Linked DNA regions of Mus musculus: regions 2, 3, 4 and 5 are each linked to region 1. Evidence: chromatin contacts called from public HiChIP or PLAC-seq and Micro-C data. All regions are on one chromosome and are shown on one strand. The core of a region is the stretch at or near the end of the contact, and the rest is flanking DNA. Distances in the headings are between cores, read along the strand shown. Region 1 has its middle 77 kb from the start of Il12b. Region 2 has its middle 53 kb from the start of Adra1b. Region 3 overlaps Gm12153 (a long non-coding RNA gene). Region 4 overlaps Gm12153 (a long non-coding RNA gene). Region 5 overlaps Gm12153 (a long non-coding RNA gene).

Evidence for each region. A called contact is a pair of places that touch in the nucleus more often than the background predicts. HiChIP or PLAC-seq counts read pairs in DNA pulled down with a chosen protein or histone mark.
Region 2: a contact with region 1 is called in an H3K27ac HiChIP or PLAC-seq map of heart atrium, with 10 times the contacts expected there. The contact joins two enhancer-like sites. A contact is called at or near these places in 1 of 39 promoter capture datasets (embryonic stem cells), 2 of 15 datasets of contacts at CTCF or cohesin (both in the NIH/3T3 cell line), 3 of 484 Hi-C or Micro-C datasets (bone marrow-derived macrophages, embryonic fibroblasts and embryonic stem cells), 3 of 115 datasets of contacts at active chromatin or transcription factors (the NIH/3T3 cell line, embryonic fibroblasts and heart atrium) and 2 of 9 other capture datasets (adipose tissue and macrophages).
Region 3: a contact with region 1 is called in an H3K27ac HiChIP or PLAC-seq map of vascular smooth muscle cells, with 3 times the contacts expected there. The contact joins two enhancer-like sites. A contact is called at or near these places in 2 of 15 datasets of contacts at CTCF or cohesin (both in the NIH/3T3 cell line), 3 of 484 Hi-C or Micro-C datasets (embryonic fibroblasts, embryonic stem cells and tail fibroblasts) and 5 of 115 datasets of contacts at active chromatin or transcription factors (the 3134 cell line, the NIH/3T3 cell line, embryonic fibroblasts and 2 more).
Region 4: an HNF4G HiChIP or PLAC-seq map of pancreatic cancer cells shows a contact between it and region 1. The contact joins two enhancer-like sites. A contact is called at or near these places in 1 of 15 datasets of contacts at CTCF or cohesin (the NIH/3T3 cell line), 1 of 484 Hi-C or Micro-C datasets (nephron progenitors) and 1 of 115 datasets of contacts at active chromatin or transcription factors (pancreatic cancer cells).
Region 5: a Micro-C map of embryonic fibroblasts shows a contact between it and region 1, with 3 times the contacts expected there. The contact joins two enhancer-like sites. A contact is called at or near these places in 1 of 15 datasets of contacts at CTCF or cohesin (the NIH/3T3 cell line), 8 of 484 Hi-C or Micro-C datasets (the C2C12 cell line, embryonic fibroblasts, myocytes and 2 more) and 1 of 115 datasets of contacts at active chromatin or transcription factors (embryonic fibroblasts).

Annotation. Positions count from the first base shown.
Region 1 is chr11:44,321,590-44,325,105 of GRCm38.p6, forward strand. No RefSeq gene overlaps it. Among named protein-coding and RNA genes, the nearest start is that of Il12b, 77 kb to the right of the region's middle. Within about 2 kb of position 1,967, at least 56 of the 459 cell types and tissues checked have an H3K27ac peak or open chromatin away from gene starts, as enhancers often do. A contact at or near this core is called in the C2C12 cell line, the NIH/3T3 cell line, embryonic fibroblasts and 3 more, where this site is marked.
Region 2 is chr11:43,888,137-43,891,652 of GRCm38.p6, forward strand. It overlaps a transcript of Adra1b not described here. Among named protein-coding and RNA genes, the nearest start is that of Adra1b, 53 kb to the left of the region's middle. Within about 2 kb of position 1,580, at least 35 of the 459 cell types and tissues checked have an H3K27ac peak or open chromatin away from gene starts, as enhancers often do. A contact at or near this core is called in heart atrium, where this site is marked.
Region 3 is chr11:43,997,476-44,000,991 of GRCm38.p6, forward strand. All of the region lies in intron 1 of Gm12153 (a long non-coding RNA gene), which reads left to right. Among named protein-coding and RNA genes, the nearest start is that of Gm12153, 40 kb to the left of the region's middle. Within about 2 kb of position 1,611, at least 20 of the 459 cell types and tissues checked have an H3K27ac peak or open chromatin away from gene starts, as enhancers often do. A contact at or near this core is called in vascular smooth muscle cells, where this site is marked.
Region 4 is chr11:44,047,723-44,051,238 of GRCm38.p6, forward strand. The region is part of intron 5 of Gm12153 (a long non-coding RNA gene); the gene reads left to right. Among named protein-coding and RNA genes, the nearest start is that of Gm12153, 90 kb to the left of the region's middle. Within about 2 kb of position 1,754, at least 30 of the 459 cell types and tissues checked have an H3K27ac peak or open chromatin away from gene starts, as enhancers often do. A contact at or near this core is called in the NIH/3T3 cell line and pancreatic cancer cells, where this site is marked.
Region 5 is chr11:44,064,678-44,068,193 of GRCm38.p6, forward strand. The region is part of intron 5 of Gm12153 (a long non-coding RNA gene); the gene reads left to right. Among named protein-coding and RNA genes, the nearest start is that of Gm12153, 110 kb to the left of the region's middle. Within about 2 kb of position 1,649, at least 13 of the 459 cell types and tissues checked have an H3K27ac peak or open chromatin away from gene starts, as enhancers often do. A contact at or near this core is called in the C2C12 cell line and embryonic fibroblasts, where this site is marked.

The DNA of each region.
Region 1 (3,516 bases), core at 717-3,216:
GAAGGAAGACATAAGAAGAAAGAAGAAGGAAGGAAAGGAAGTTGCTGATTCACTTTGAGCTTTGAATATTTAGGCATCGATAAATAAGGATCTTTAAGGGTACAGCTTCCCGTTCTCAGAATAGAAAAGGAGCCTCAGGCTGGGGAGTAATAGGAGAAAGATGCAGATCAATAAGACATAATTGGAGGACTCAAGGACAAGGTAGCAGGACGTGCAGAGGCGGCTCAGCCTTTGACGGCATCATCATCACAGTCCTTTGATACTGTTCTACAGAGAACTGTGGATATACCAGTGTTTATTTGACTGTGCATCTCACAGTGCCTAAGCAGAGCCCCTGGTGATCTCCTCTCCACAAGAGTCAGGATCTCACCAGTGACTGCCGAAGAGATGTTGTTAAGCCCCAGTACTGTACTAGTCACCCAGAGGTCCATAACCACACTGACTACCCAGTGACTACCTGAGCAAGCACAGTATGTAGTATTGGCACACAAGTATGACCAAGTAAGGCCATCACTTAGAGAAGTTGTAGCTCAGCAAGAAAGTAGGCAAAGAAAAAAAAAATACTTGATCCCTGTGGGCAAATTGAAAATAAAAATGTGAGTTGGGTGATAGTCAACCTGGGGAGACTGGAAGCTACCTGAACCACCTCTTCAGGAAGCACAAGTCTTCTAAGAACATGGGCCCTGTCTGAAGCTCTGTCCTCTATCCTAGTCAGATGACTACCAATCGAGTCCAAGCATATTCTAGTTTAATTTCTGTGGCTGTGATTAAAGTATCCTGACCACAAGCAACTTGTGGGAGGCAGGGTTTCTTTCACTCATAATTCCAGGTTCTAGTTCATTGTTGCAAGAAAGTTAAAGTAAGGACCTGAAGCACCCTGGAGTAAAGAGATAGAAATGCCTGTGATGTAATGCACTTCCTCTACTCCTATGTAGTCAGGGCCAAAAACTAAGGAAAAAAAGTGGTACCACCCACTTTTCGCCTGGATCTTCCCACATTGATTAAAGCATCAACACACACACACAGACACACACACACACACAGACACACACACACACACACACACACACAGACACTGCCACAGGTCAATCTGATCTAGACAATGCCTCATTGAGACTCTCTTCCCAGATGATTCTAAGTTGCATCAGGTTGGCAATCAAAACTGATCATCACAAGGCCATATACAAACTCAGCAGAAAGTTCATGACCAATGACGACACTGCCACAAGCTAAGAAAGTGTGGACACATGGCATAAGTCCCCCATGATGGTTGTCTTAGGGTTTTACTGCTGTGAACAAACACCATGACCAAAGCAAGACATATAAATGACAACATTTCATTGGGGCTGGCTTACAGGTTCAGAGGTTTAGTCCATTACCACTAAGGTGGGAACATGGCAGCACCCAGGCAGGCATGGTACAGGAAGAACTGAGATTTCTACATCTTCATCTGAAGGCTGCTAGCAGAAGACAAGCTTCCAGGCAGCAAGGACAAGGGTATTAAAGCCCACACCCAGAATGACACACCTACTCCAATAAGGCCACGCCTCCAAATAGTGCCACTCCCTGGACCAAGCATATAAAAACTATCACAATGGCTTTCTCAGTCTTGTCCCCTGACATCCTTACCCCATCTTTCCTCCTGGACAAGCAGACCAGAGGTTAGTCTTTCTGTACTCTTTTATTGCGATCAATACCAGTCAGGCTGACCTAAGGGGGGTGGGGGGAAGACTTATTACAAGGATCCAGGATGTCTCTGAGGACCCAGCTGATCAGCTTGACTCTTTACCAGGCAGGTATAACAGTGATCCAAAGGGAACAAGACAGGCAGCTTTGCAGACTGGCTTCCAAAGTCTCCCCCTGTGCCAATCCTAGCTGAGAAGGAATGCAGCTGGATGCTAGCACATGTGGTAAAGAACACTCCAGGGTTTTCACTGCCAACTCAGGATGAGTCAACACCATGAGGTGACTGCCAGAAAAGCCAACGTAATCTTGTGCTCATAAAAGAGAAGTGAGGATACAGCCTGCAGCACTGAGCAACACCCACCAAGGACCACAGAATAGACAGGGACCAGGGAGGACCAGAAATCATGTCCTACCATGAGCACTGGGGTATACTCGGGTGTTCCTGTCTGGTATAGGTTTCAGAAATTGGAGAGAATATCATGGGCTATGGTTTAATGGATTGTAGTCTGGGGTCAGACTGTTTGTTTGAATTGAAACCCCAACATAGGCAGACATTAGGTCCTTGCCACGCATTAGTAATGGACTTCTATTTTACTGTCGCCATAACCTTCTGAAGCTATAACCACAGTCAGTCCATATCATACAGATGAGACAACTGAGGGATTGAGATCCTTGCCAAGGACTACACTGCCAACAGGTTGAAGAAAAGGCTTTGAATATAAGGAGAGTATACTTTTGTTTATTCCCCTACATAGTACCATGTAAACCTGAATCCTTTTTTTTTAGTGTGTCCCAATGCTGCATTAAAAATCACTCAACACAATAGGGTGGTCGCACATATGCACAACACAGCTGTTGTGACAGTATGCACAAAACCTATGCTAGCTCAAGCCAGATAAAATTCCAGCATGAAGATAGGAAATGGGAATGAAACTCAACCCCTAGCTGAGAGACTCTGGGTAATCAATACCTGCTAGGAGGCGGAGCATCAGTTTTCTTTAAGGTTATAGCCTTATAGGTCAGTCAACCCCAGTAGCCACACATCCAAGAGCATAAGAGTGATGCCATTTGGATTTGATATGTTAAAAATAAAATAAAATAAAATAAAATAAAATAAAAGACAAAGGTGGGCAAGTGGGGAAGGGGAGTGTAGATCTGGAAGGAGTAGCAGAGGGTAAATGTGATCAAAACATATTATACAAAATTCTCAAGGAAAAATCACCTGAAGATGTAAAGGCTTAACCCAGATTAAAGGTCTATGTGTTCGCAGACCTGAAATCTTGATAGGACATGCTTATCTTTGCTCTGTTCAAAATCATATGGGATGGTTTGAAGCTGAGGCTAGGGCTAGGTCTGAGGCTGGCAGACAAGATGGGAAGGAAGCTGTACTCTCCAGTTGCTGCCTAGGAAGGGAAGATGGGAAGGCCTAGCACAAGAAGAGCTGGCTCTCGTTGGATGTCACCCTTTGTGGGATCTCCTCATGAGCATGAGGGTTATGAAGCAAACAGACATCTCATATCCTATATCTTGGCTCCCTGAGGACATGTCCCCAGATTCTCAATCACTTGTGCTCAGAGGTCATGCCATGTCCCCTTTGTCACATTCTGTTGGCTGAGGCAGTTGCAAAGATGCTCTTAGGTTCACGAGTTGGGACTCTAAATCAAGTACTTACTGAAGGAGTGTCACCACCACAAAGGGGACCATGTGGGGTGGGACAAACACCAATACACTCATTTTGGGAGAGACTGTCTACAGCAAGCATTCTCAGAATTCCAAGGATGGTCTGAGTGACTTACAATATGCCTCATCCTCACCAAACTCACCCCAGAA
Region 2 (3,516 bases), core at 330-2,829, 430 kb before region 1:
GACAGCACTGCGGGTACCAGCCCAAGGGATACAGTGATGAGCAAATATATTTGAAGATTTGAAATTTTTTCAAGTGTGAAATGGTTGCGAGTCTGGTTCAGGGAGGAAGCGGCGCAGTGGCTGTCAGTGGCTATTTGTAAAGCAATGATAAGAGGAAGGAATTAGAGTTGGTGTCTCTCTTGCCAGAGGACACGAGAAAGCTTATGGGTAGAGATGAAAAGGGGGCAGATTGGGAGTCAGCACTTCCAGGAGTTTGGCAATGAGTGAAGATGGAGGCGTGGTCCAGTTTGGGTATTGTTTGACTCTTCCCTATTGATTCCTGGATGGAAAGATTGTGTCTTTCTAGTTTTGGAGATCTGGTACCTCTAAGAGGCGGAGCTTGGAGGAAGGTCCTTAAATTAAGATACTATACTCTATGGGAACACTCAAAGCCTACAGTAAAGTTTCAGGAAAGTGAGTTATAAAAACCAGCAGTGGTGCCTCCTACTCTCCCTTTTTCTTGCTTCTGCATGAGTGACTCCCATTGCCCTCCACCATGAGACCATGTGGATGCACCACTAGCTAGAGCTGGGCCACCACAGGTGTCATGTTCTCTAAAACGGTGATCGAAATCAACCCTTATGCTTCACAACTAGCCCGCCTCAGGCATTCCATCCTAGTGTCGGGAAGCTGCCTGATACCAACAGCTTGCCTTGAGCTTTGCATTTTTTTTCTACCCTGGAACAGACTGATGAGTGTTCACAGGTCTGAGGTGTACAGAAAACATTCGATGAACTTTGAGATGAGAAGGTCACTTGGACTCTGCCCCAAATTCCTGTTTGGAGAACTTACAGCTTGAGTGACTTTCGGAAGCTTGTTTCGCTTCTCTGGGGTGTGTCTGCCATCTCTGTACAATGGGACAAGGCACAGGCTAGAGTTGTGCAGGGCTCAGAGAAAGCCTGAGTGGAAGAAGGCGGCCCCAGGAATCAATGCCTTCCTTGTTCTCTTTCAGAAGAGACTCTGCTTTTCCTGAAGTATCGCTTTCTCAAGCTCTGCTGCAACTCAGGGATTTTATTTGCTTTAAGCAACGGCAGTCCATGGAGACACAAGAGGATGCATCCTGTTCACCTTGCTTAGCGTAGGGCAGTTGTGCAGAGAAGGTCCTGTGATGTAACAGGGAGTCCTAGCTAATGGTTGTCATCCTGGATCTGTGTGAGAGAGGCTTCTTTGAAATTAAACAGCCTGTCACAGGAGACACAGCTGTGCACACAGACACACGCATGAGTTCACATGGACCACACCTAAGTGGATGCTCATGGGATGCAGTGACCATGGACACATGTGACGCTGACCTCCACACCTGCCTAGACTCACTCTCCCCTCAGAATCAGGGGGGATGGATGAAAAACTGGTTTGTGGAATGAGTCACAGAGGCGGCCAGAATGAAGGGCAGGATTCAGTCTCTCTGGGGATCTTTATTTATAGCTCTGACTGTTCAAGAGGGAGGTGGAAATCATTCCCAACGAGTACCACCAATGAAGAGGGATTGGATAACCGAAAGATGTCATTCCAACTGCTGTGTTTGTTCTCTTGCAGCCAGGCGCCTGTTGCTCTAGGAGCTGGAACCTGGAGAAATGCTGTGTCACTCCAGGGCTGCAGAGCTATGGGGAGGAACTATCTTCCAGCTGCTCCTTCATCAGCTGTTGAACCCTTCTCCCTAGGGTCCAGGCAATCTCTATGCTAATCTGAACAACTCTTCCCCAACCCCGAACAATAGAATCTCTCTAGGCAGACAGAGGCCACTGATCATGAAGGATGCTGTTTTGATTTAAAATGACACAGTCTAATCCTACATCCAGATGCCCCTACCTCTGTCATGCTTCTGTAAGAAACAGAACACATGACGTGGGAAATATGCGCCCAGGGACCTGTCCTGCTTTCCTGAGGAGGTGGTGCCTCTTTGTTGGGGTGTGTGTGTGCGTTATGCATATATTTGTGTATGCGGAGGTCAGAGAACAACCATGTCTGTCACTCACAGCTGCCAAACACTTTATCTCTTGAAACAGGGTTTCTCATTGGTCTGGAACTTGCTGAGTAGGCTAGGCTAGCTGGCCACTGGGTGGTTGTCTCATGTCTGCATTCACAAATGTATGCTACCATGCCCAGCTTTTTAAAAAATTGGATTCTGGGAATGGAACTCAGATTTTTGTGCTCTTAAGGCAAGCACTTTGCTGGCTGAGGTATCTCCCCAGCCCTTTGTCAGATGTTGGAGGACACTAGAAAACCAGGAGTTGTTGAGCATCAAGCATTTTGGGCAGGCTTTGGGCCTCATGCATTATGGCTCGCAAGTGCTTAGGACTCTTCCTGACACAGGCAGTGCTCAAGAGGTTAGTTGAGGGAAGGACACACGTGTGATCTTGTCAACTTCTTTGTAACAAAAGCCTCATAGCTCCAGCTCTTAGGTAGGGTACATAGTACAGAGAAAAGAATATTCTCTCAGAACACAGACAGCCCAAAGTTCTAATCTTGCCTCTTCTACCAGAAGACCTTTGACAGATCACTCAATCCCTCAAGCCTCATTTTGTTCATCTATAAAATGGAGAGTCATGGGTACCTATCGATTTTTGAGAATCATGGTAAAAATTAAAGACAGTGCCAGCATGGGTATCTTACTATGACATACACTGCCTAAGAGGACTGAGGTGCCACTCTCATCCAGTAACACTTTGGCTGAGTTGATACTTCAGCTCTCATTTGGCAGCACTTCAGAACTGCAAGGGGATCTGTTTGGTCCATTGGTCACTGTGACAGTTATTATTCATTGTCTACTTTACAAGATATAGAATTACCTAGGAGACAAACTTCTGGGTATGTTTATGAGGGAGTTTCTAGACTGGCTAATTGAATTGAGAAGACCCACTTTGACTGCAGGTGATACATTTTATGGGATAGGGTCCTGGACTGAAGGAAAAAGGGGGTGGGAGGGAGAGAGGGGGGGGGAGGGAGAGAGGGAGAGGGAGAGAGAGAGAAGAGAGGGAGAGGGAGAGCGAGAGAGAGAGAAGAGAGGGAGAGAGAGAGGGGAGAGGGGGAAGGAGAGGGGGAGGGGAGGGGGAGGGGGAGAGGGAGAGGGGGAGAGAGAGAAGAGAGGGAGAGAGGGAGAGGGAGAGGGGGAGGGAGACGGAGACAGAGAGACAGAGAGAGAGAGAGAGAGCGCACCGAGTGCTGTTTCTTTACTATGGTTGCAATGGGATTAGGCTCTTTAAGCTCCTGCTGCCATGCCTCCCCCACCATGATGGGCTGTACCCCCAAACTGTGGGCTCCAATCAACCTTTCTTCTTTAAAACACTTCCTTAAATTCCCATGTATGTTGTCTTGGCAGTGAGAAAAGACTGCTCAGATGTGCATGCTCCTTCCTGTTCATTGCTGTCAGTCGGTTCAAGTGTACCATGAACTGTGTTCTGAGCAGAGGCAGGAAGCTCTTGGACTGGACAACAGCTCAGCTGCTTAGTGCAAACCTCAGGCTGTGACCCTGGACCA
Region 3 (3,516 bases), core at 361-2,860, 320 kb before region 1:
TTTGACTTTAGCACCTATGCTGTTAACCAAGAAGACCTCATGAAGCATTTCTCTCTGGAAGCATATGATGTGGATATTTGCACCAAGAGGCAGTTGTAACTTCTATTCTTGACATAGGGGACAAGAACTATTGGAGTCTCTTGAATAGATTTAAGGACACATTTTTTATCAACTATGCTTAGTACTCTCTGCTCTAATGTAAAGTCCGTGGCCCAGTCACCTTGGCACCAGCTTATTAGAAACATGAACTCAGGCCCCATCTAGGACCAATTGAGTCAGAAATAGGGGTTAGCAGTCTCTTGAAAGCTTACGGGCAAAGGCCAGTTTGAGCAGCTGTGATCTGAAGCATTTCACTTGTATGATTCATTCTCACAACTACCAGGTGAAATAGGTGTTGTTGGCATCCACCTAACACAGCTCAGGTGAGGTCCAGAGAGATTAAATAACTTGCATCAGGCAAGGTCACACAACTGGTGTGTCCCTGACATGACCAAATGACAGCTTGACTCAATGATCCTGGCTCTTTACCCTGAGATATCCTTGCAGGAAGTAAAGTCATAGCTATGCCAGGGGGACAGGGTTGAGGGGCTGCTGTTCTTGCCTGTTTGGGTGAGAGCTAGGAAACCAACTTGCTGTTCGGCTCTCTTCTCTCTACCTGATTTTCCCTAGGCTCCTTATCCTAGACCACAGCAGAGCTGTTTACTTCAGTTAACATTTCCCCCCTCTTCGGGCACATGGTACGATTTGCTCTCATGCTACTTTGAGATCCCTGGTCATGTGGTTGCATCAACCAATGAAATGAAAGGGGAAACGATGTGCCATACTTCCGGGGAGCTGCAAAACAGTACATCCATCACCTTTGTCCTCTGTTTAAAAGGAAGTGAAACCCCCATCACCTGGGTGTCTTGAGTCCACGCTGGGCACGCATTGCGAGGGAGAAAGAAAAAATCTTTGAGCTTGTAAACTGTGGAGATCTGGGGAGTTGTTTGGTGCCCTGGCACAACGTAATCCGACCTGGCTGACTCTGACTCATCTTCCTTTTCTCCAGAGGCTGATTTACACGGCAGGAATGCCAGCCAGCAGCTCCGTGGGTGGGAAAAATGTACCTGCTTTTATGTGTTCAAGCTAATAGCCTCTTTTTCCTACTGCCTGTGAGGGTTTGTCTTCTTTCTCAGTGCCAACTTTATTTCTGATTTGTTTTCCTTGTTGGACCTCTACAACTTTTTATTTTCCAAGGCTATTTTTAGTGCCTCTATTCTACCCTGAAGGAAATAGTTCACATCTTGGTGCCCAGGGCTTTTTTAGCTCCTTTTAATGGGGAAGGACAACACATATCAACAATTCTTTTAGTCACCATGTCATTTCCCCAAGAGGCTCAGAGAAGAACAAAATGTCTCCTTAAAATGACTTTGGGATGTTAGCCTGCATCCTCCTTCCCACAAGGAGATATTCAATCTTCCTTCCTTCCTTCCTTCCTTCCTTCCTTCCTTCCTTCCTTCCTTCCTCCCTCCCTCCCTCCCTCCCTCCCTCCCTCCATCCCCCCTTCTCTCCCGCCTTCCCTTCCTTTATTCCTTCCTTCCATTTGTTGGCTATCCTTTGAACCCGGTGACTGCCTAGCTTACTGAGTCAGTCTTTGGGGAATAGAGCTCAAAAAGAGGTACCAATTCCAAGTTCCCTGTAATTTATCTACAGGTTCACGTGTTTGGTTAGTCTTGGGTTGGTTATGTATCTGACACTCTGAGCTATATATGATTTTACTATAGCTTACTCCCATTCATCAAAAAGTTACAATGGATGAAAATAACTAAAACTAAAACAGAAACCAGCAGCAAAACCTTTGCGCTTTTAAATTGTGGAGATCTGGGGAGTTGTTACCCTGGCAACAACAGAGTCTGTCCTGGCTGATGTCATTCTTAAGATATTGGTAATGACTATCTGTAATTATCCCAACTTGGAAATAAACAGAATACCCTTCCTTATGTGACTGGATAAGCAGCTGTCATGTATCTAGATTATGACAAAGCACTTAGTGATGAAAAGAAATAAACTTTGAAGTCATAAGAAGGTATGGATAAGCTTAAATCCATATTACTGAATGCAAAATCTAAGTGGGAATGGATGCAGACTGTAAGATCGATTCTTACTCTAAGACACTCAGAAAAAGGCAAAATTATGAAAGTACTAAATGATTAGTGGTTTTCAGGGGTTTCCATGTGAAAAGAGATGAATGGATATATGGAGTTTAGGAAACTTTTAGGGTAATGAAACTATTAGGTGAGGTACCATAATGGTAGGAAAATGTCATTATGTATTTATCAACACTCACAGAATGTGCAACACAATAATGAACCTTAGTGTAAAGCATGAACCATGGGTGATTATGATATGTCAATGCAGACTCATTGCTCATAAAACCTGGACCATGCCGGAGGGGAACGAGGGCAGCAGGAGACCATGTGAGTATGGGCAGGAGTTAGAAGAAAATATTCCATTCTTTCTACTCGATTTCGCTTCTAACATAATTTATATTAATTTGGGGACTAAAAAAAAGCCCCTCTACATTCTCCTCTATGTTTTCAGAAGAAATCACGCCGTCTCCTTACAAGTGAGGGTAAGAGGAGAAAATGAACACTTCAGTTCTCTATGTCCCAGCCATTTCCCATTCAATGTCTCCCATCTAACAAGGAGGGCTAATCAGGAGAAAAGTAGGGTGTGTGTAGCTACAGTTGTGTGGGAAAGTGCTGAAGCCATGGACCGGAATAATCAGGACAATCAGGGTCCTATTTACAGCAAGTTGTGACCTATTTCTTAACCAGCAATTTGTAGCCAGACTTCTCCAATCCGCCTTCATGAGAGATGCCTGGGAATTTATCATGGCAGAAGGAAGATGTGAGTCTTCCCCAACTCTCTAGGTCAAGTTCTTGGGTTTGAGCACTCACATGCCTCTGGAACACTTAGGCTGTGGGGCAAGACATACCTCAGAAACCTCTAGAGGTGGGAAGTCTGAACAGACTGTAGAGTCAAGGAATACACAGAATTTGAAAGCTAGAGGATCAGGAACCAGGTGGGAAGTCTAGGCAATGGATGGAAGGGTGAGTTCTGAGCAGCATGGAAACTTCAAAGTGACTTCCTTCTAGACAGGGACTCAGCACGAAGCTGAGATCTGTGTTCTGTAGAAGTCATAACTCACCTTGAGGCTGTATTCTTTGGTATAGTGTTTTTGGAGCAAACTTTCTGGCATTTGCCTAACCCTTTGGGGGGGGGGGGAGTCTGGCATGCTAGAAAAAAGAAATTGGAGACCAGGGAGAAGTAGGAAGCTTGAGCTATGAGTTCAGGACGCCATAGGCTCAGCACCTGAACACACAGTGGGGTGGGGGTGGGGGTGGGGGTGGGGGTGGGGGGAAGAAGTTTTCCCCAAATCCCTGAGGAAGTCAGCTGCTGATTGGAGGATCTTTCCTCACTAGAGGGAGGAAAGTCAGTTGAGTTAGCCAAGGATGCATGATATTCCACGAAATC
Region 4 (3,516 bases), core at 504-3,003, 270 kb before region 1:
GAGTGTGTGTGTGTTTGAGAGTGTATGGTTATATGTGTGAGTATGTATATGTGTCTATGTGTGAATGTGAGTGTCTGTCTGTGTGTGTGTATGAGACTCATGTCTGTGTGAGTGTGTGATTGTGCGTGTGTGTGTGTGTGTGTGTGTTTCTATGAGTGAATGTTTATGTCTCTGTGTGTGAAGATATGTCTATGTTGGTGTGTGATTTTGCATGTGTGTGTGTGTTTCTCTCTGAGAATATATTTGTCAAGAAAAACATTCCTTATGATGCGGGGGCAACTTGCCAAGCTAGCACACATCTCCATGGACATGGCAGCTGCGATCCCAGCCAGGATCAACTCTTGTTTACAGTGAATGGGAAGCAGTATGTAATAGAAGTTCAAGTCATTATGATGAGTCTAGCTTGGCCTGTGATGAAGATTCCACTGTGCTGGTGTCAATGTCAGGGCCCCTTATGTCCAAAATGACACAGTGGATTGGTGTCATCCTTACCATGGTGACAGCAGTTGACATGGAAACTATTGTTCCTGCCTTCTATGCATAACCATTTTGCCTCTCTCAGGCTTATTACATATCAGGAACAATTGTCTGCCCACCATCTTTTCCTATTAGCTCTAGTAACAGCACTGGTATTATCTTTAAGGAAATCTACCTTCTCTGATACCCTGAACTTCTTATTTTAGACTGTGTCTCTCCCACCCCTCTCCAAGCTGAGCATGCAACCCTTCCGAGTTGCAGGGGGTTGCTTTGGTATGATTCTGTGATGCATTGCATGGCCTCAAGTGTGATCCCTTGGCACCTTCTAAAATGATCAGGAGAGTGACAGGAATTGCTGGCCATTGTCAAGCCAGTGGAATGTGAATCTAAAGCTGTTGGCAACTATCCTTACCATAGCAGCACCGAACATGCTAAAATAAAGACATCAAAGGGGCAAACAACTGCAGCAGTCTGAAAAGTGAATTTAGGCTTGATATGATTGAGAAAGGGTTGGCACCTAGATATAGCCTTTGCTGAAACTAAGTGTGTCTTCAGACTTTTCAAATATATGAAAGAAGAATTTGAAACAGGGTCTTGCTACATAGCCCAGGGCAGCCTGGAACTCTCAAGCTCTCTCTCTAACCCTCCTGAATTCTAGGATTTCAGGCACGTACCATTATGCCCACTTGCTTGTCCATTTTCCTGCTAAAGATGTTTGCATTTGAGCCAGCTTTCTGTCACTGGCAATCCACAAAAGACCTGAAAAGTACATCAAATAATTTTTATGAAAATTTCCCCTTTCTTAGAAATGTTTATAGGTATTGGACAGTGGTAGATAGAACACTGAATTCATTTTAGTATAACTTTCATCTTCTGCTAAGCTAGTGGTTCTCATCTTGTGGGTTGTGACACCTTTGGAAAACCTCTAGCTCCCAAAAGTATGTATTTCCATTATGTTCATAACATTAGTAAAATTACAGTACTGAAGTAGAAATGAAAATAATTTTATGGTTGGGGATCACCACAGCATTTGCAGCTACATTAAAGGGTTGCAGCATTAGGAAGGTTGAGAACCACAGCTTAGACAACACCACACACAAGCTCCTCTGGGCTTCACCATCAGGAAACTCTCTGGAAAACTTTCGCTGGATGCCATTGTGAGGAGGTGAATACGTCGGGGGCTGCCCCTCACTAATTCTGCTGTGTAACCAGGAAAGCAGAGTTCACACAGGCAAACGCCAGAGAAATTCATACCTTTGGGGATACAGCCTGCTAGTGAGTCACAATATTATTATGAGGTGTGCCACAAGGAATTTGTGACTCATATAGCTTAAGTACCAGTGTTCTCAGTTGATTAAAAAAATAAACATGAATTAGAGAAGATTCAAGGTTATCCTAATATTAATATGATATTCATTCAATTGCTTCTTCAGGATGTTTTCCTGAGTGGGAGAAAAGGGGTTGGCATAACAGCTAATGCCCACACAATCCTGTTTCAAGGACTGTGTTGTTCCTAAGGATGCCATCCACCATATGTGACCAAATGATGGTAATAATATCCCTGTGAAGCAAGAGGAAAACAAGCGGCAGGGGTGTTTGCCAGTGGCTGCTGATGTATTGCAAGGGCTGTTTCATTTGCAGGAGATACTTCTATGCAATGCCTCCAGCTATGGAGGTTAAAGAACCACCAGCTACTGAACAGGGTGAGCTATTACCAGTACTTCTGGGGCTCAGGGAAGGGGTAGATTGTCTTATGCTAGAGTTCTTGGAAAAGTCCTTAAACAGAGGCTATGAGACTTAAGAAGGAGCCATGAAGGATGTTGAGAATATGAAGGAGAAGGAACAAGGAAGACTGCAGGCTCTAGTAAAAATGAGATGAACATAGGATGCCAGGAGCTCATGTCTACCTCCAGGAACCTTTAATGGTACCAGGGTATCACAAGGGAAGTTTGGTCGCTGTTGAGAATGCTCTTGGATGTTGCATGCACTATCTCACCCACTGGTCCTTGTCTATGGTGCTACCTTTTCCAGTGTTCCCTTTGGTTAAGAATCTCTCAAAGACTCCCAGAGACTCTGAGGTCTATTCTACTTTTCCCTGATAAGAGAATCTGCTTCCTATGGCAGAGGAATAGCAGAGTGAGCTAATCGTCCTTTGATGACAAGACTAAGAACTCTAAAAGCTTTCCTCAGATGAAGACATCCCCCCCATTCTCTTCAAACTCTAAATCAGGCCCTCCTATAGCTGTCTTTAAGTTCCCTTCAAGCTGCCCAGCTAGCTCTTCTAAAGTAGCCACTTCACTAGCAAGCATTTCCGTTTTTTTAAAAGACATTCAATTTTAGCACAGTCCCTTCAAAACCTTCAAAGTTACTAATAAATATGGGTCAATACAGTTGAATGCACTGTAGCACTGCATATTCTCCAGGATGCTATCTAATAGAACTGATATTATTGGCTTCGTTTTTTTCCTTTCAATGCTGGGGTTGGAGACTAAGACCTTCTTATGCCAAGGAACTGTCCTGCCTTAAAACCACACTCCCAGCTCATCTACATTTTATAGACAGGGATACAAGACTTTAGACAAGTTAAACAAATCATGGGATGTCTGAAGCAAGAGCAGTGGCAGGATGCCAGGTAGACCAGTGCCATTGAATAAGGTGGTCCCTGTACCCACACATCTGCTGCTAGCAATAGAACAACCCCATGGCCTTCTCCTGGCAGATCAGGTCCTCTGCCATCAAGATGTGGCTGAATTCTAGGGCTTCCACCACTCACAGATACAAATAAGACAATCTGACCGTCATGTGACAGAACAGACTATCAGTATGCAGCAGTGGGATGTTCCCACCTCTGTGATTATATTTAGTCTGGGTCCTCTACCTGGCATGCACCTCTACTTGCTGAATGACTCCCCTAAAATCTGCCTTTCTACAGAGATCTTTCAGTTCATTGTCTCACTTTATTGCTGCCCAGATCTATCTCTGCCTCTTCCACATATGTCCTTCCTGTCTCTTTTATAACATGTCTCCTAGTTGGTCTCA
Region 5 (3,516 bases), core at 399-2,898, 260 kb before region 1:
TGTCAGCCCAGAGGACAATGCCATCCACAGCCAGAGAGTGTCTTTATTCCTCACTTTTACTTCTAGAAAAACAAAATCACAGACATGCCCCGAGGTGTGTCTCCTAAGTGATTCCAAATCCAGTCAAGATTGTAAAGAAGATTAATCCTAATATCAGAATCTGACATCATCTTATAAATTATTTATTCGTTTTTAAAAAATCTAATGTTAATTTAATGCCTTGGAGTTCACAAAGTGTTCTCCTATCCATTATCCTTTTCAATTTGTTTTACTGTTCAGGGCTGAGGTGAGGTGGGTGTCATTAACCCTGTCTGATGGGAAGATCTTCAGTAATAAGTCAGTTTTGAGTTTCAGATTGGAGCTGCAACTCTAACCAAGTCTCTCTATTCTCTCCATAACACCATAGCAGTCCCTAGAACATCCAGCATGGGGCCAGACCCCATAGTTATCTGCAAATACATAAGGAAGAAGATCAAACTTCTGTACTAGAGTTGTAAGTGTAAAGACAAAGCTACTAGAAGTTTTGTTCACCTAATTCTGGTTATGCTTCCCAAAATGTTGGTAGTAGATTAATTGTGAGTAGGGTAATTGTCACAGTTAACTTCAGTTGTCAACTTTACAAAAGCCCAGAGTCATCTGGGAAGAGGGAACCTTAGTTGAGGAATTATATCCATCAGAGTGACATGTTGTAATGTCTGTGGGATCATTTTTGGATTGCTAATTGGTGTCAGCCCAGTCCACTGTGGGTGACACCATCCCTAGGCAGGTAGGCATAGGCCGTACAAGCAAGTTAGCTAAATGATGAGTCTGGGAGCAAGCCAACAAGCAGTATTCCTCCATAGGTTTTTGCTTCAAGCTTCTGCCTTGAGCTCCTACCCTGGTTTCCTTTGAAAATGGACCTGTAAGCTAAAATAAACATTTTCCTCCTCCAGTTGCTTTTGGTCAGTGATTTATTACAGTCACAGAGAATAAACTAGGACAGAGATGGAAGTAAGGAAGAGAAAACTAGAAGCTATTTGAAATATGTTTCAGAAATTCTGACTTAAACATATTGAATGTCTTTCCTGTGAGTATTTGTGTACATCTGAAGGGCTTATTTGAAGGACATCCTGTGTAAGTGTTAGAGTGCACTTCCCTTCTCTAACTTAGAACTTTACCGATATTAGAACGGTTTAAGACCAGATCATCTTGTTGGCGTAAAGTTCCATGGCACCCACTGTAGGCACTACTCTGATTCTTGCCTTTGGTATCTTCCTTTTGTGATACCCAGGGCTGTTCTTACAGCAGACACTCTCTGGGCTCTTTGATGACTCATTAGTAAGTCAGTTATAATTCTAAGAATCTTAACTTAAGGGGATGATAATCCAATAGATTCTTGAAGGTTCTTCGTAATCCTCCCCAAACAAAACAAAACAAAACAAAACAAAACAGAACTTCACTTTAGTTTACTTGATGACGCTATGAAAATTCATTAGGTTAAGTAAGTTATTAAGCAATTAGGATTTGATAAGAGTAAGGGACCTGGCCAGTTTGACTTCAGCCCAGAGGATTGCTGGAAATGCCACTCAGTGGCCACACAGACATCCCTGTCTGCATTTTTCTACTGAGGTCACCGCTTCCTGAGAGGCAGACTCTGATTTCCTTGGCTTGGGTCAGATGTCTCTGCTCCAGAAGCAGTTAGTACAGAGACAGGACAGAGGGTGCCATGGAGACAACCCCTGTGATCTGGGCAGCTATCCCAATTGGTGTCTCCTGCCTCTGGCCTGAACTAAAGTCACATCTTTGGGGAGAAAGGAGAGAGGTTAGTTTGAAGATGGTACATACCATGGAAATCACCCTCCAATAACTGTTAGGTTTCCTGCAGGGTTTGACGATGGTGATGTTCTTTCTGTGATCACCAAAAGTTGAATTTTGAACACTTATATTGGTGCTCGACCTGGACAATTATGTTTTCAATTAGAGATTTTTCTGAGACAGACACACAAGCAGTTGCCTGTGGGCTAGTGGGGTATTGAGTGGACTCCTCTGTGGTTTCCTACTTCTCTCTAGCTCGGCCCTATTTTTGCTAAAGGCACAGTGTATTATGTATATGATACAACTCTACTGTGTGCAGAGATGGATTAAGGTGACAGATGAAGAAAATACCAAAGCTTTCCTTGTAAGTTACTCACGAATGAATGACATCATCAGGATGGCATCACGGAAGGAAAGGGGCATTCGGGAGCTATGTTTTTATGCATTGATTCAAAGACAATCTAAACGTTTATGTTTTAGAACATGAGTCAAAAGACTGAGATATTTTTCTTCTGAGTTTTGAAATTTCAGATTCAGAAACAAATGAGGCAGTTAAAAAAAAATGAGCCCCAAAGGACACCACCACCTACTACTACACGGCACTGTGGGCCTTTATTTGAATATATTCTGCTTTTATTGCTTTGTTCTCGTTCCTTACTGTGAGTTACAAAATAGTGTGGGAAAATGGTTAACGCAGAATAAAAGTTAAAATTAAAGCAACTTTTTCCACTATGGTGCTGTCTCCTTCCCACCCACTGTCCCAGGAGGCCTGCTCAGCTGGGCTTTAGTAGCACAAAGGCTACCCAGTTCTGGACCTGTATTCATCTTTCTATCTAAATGGATTGATCCCCTAGCTTCTGGACAGCACCATATGGTGACATCACGAACCGGAACTGGTATGTGATGGAAATACCTCCCCTAAGAGTGTTGAAAATCTGGGGAACTTATGAAGGATTCACTTTAGCTCAAAGAAGTTTATGTCTGGAAAAGATAATATTTTGGATCTAAATAATCTTCAAGGATGATAGCCACTTTTGACAGACTATAACATTAGACATGTCTCATGACAGCTTCCTTGATTCTCTCTGCTCACCTCAGGGATGACACCTAAATCTCTTCACTTCGTCTAGAAGACACCTCCACTCCAAAGAATAACTGGATCCTACTTCTTATCATTACCCAAGACTGGTTGCATGTTTATGTTGCCTGGAACTGCGGGGGTCACATTTATAACCATTTTTCTGTTTAGGTAACAAACATCTTCTCAGAAAACATATTAAAATCCCACTTTACATATAAGAACTTGAAACTCAGTCTTTCCTTCTTCTCTTTCTGCTTTCTCTTCTGCTACTTCCTTGTTTTTCTCCGTCTCCTCCTCCCCATTATCATTATCATCATTGTCATTGTCGTGCTCACCATCTTTGTCATCATCATCATTATCTAATGGCCAGAATGGAAGGATCATCCATAATACGTGACACACTGGGAGGACTGAATTTAGCTCAGTATCTATGAGCTAACTCGAGGAGAAGCAATAGCAGCATGCCAGAGCAGAGCAATCAGTGGTTTTAGGTATTACATTTAATTTAATCATCACATTGATGTACTGAAGCTGGTAGTGATACAAACTCTATTCTAGAGATGGGGAAGAAGTTGTATTAGGGATGCTAAGAAAACTCCCAGCAGCTGAGCACTTGGTACCAGCCCCTCTGTCTTAGTCAG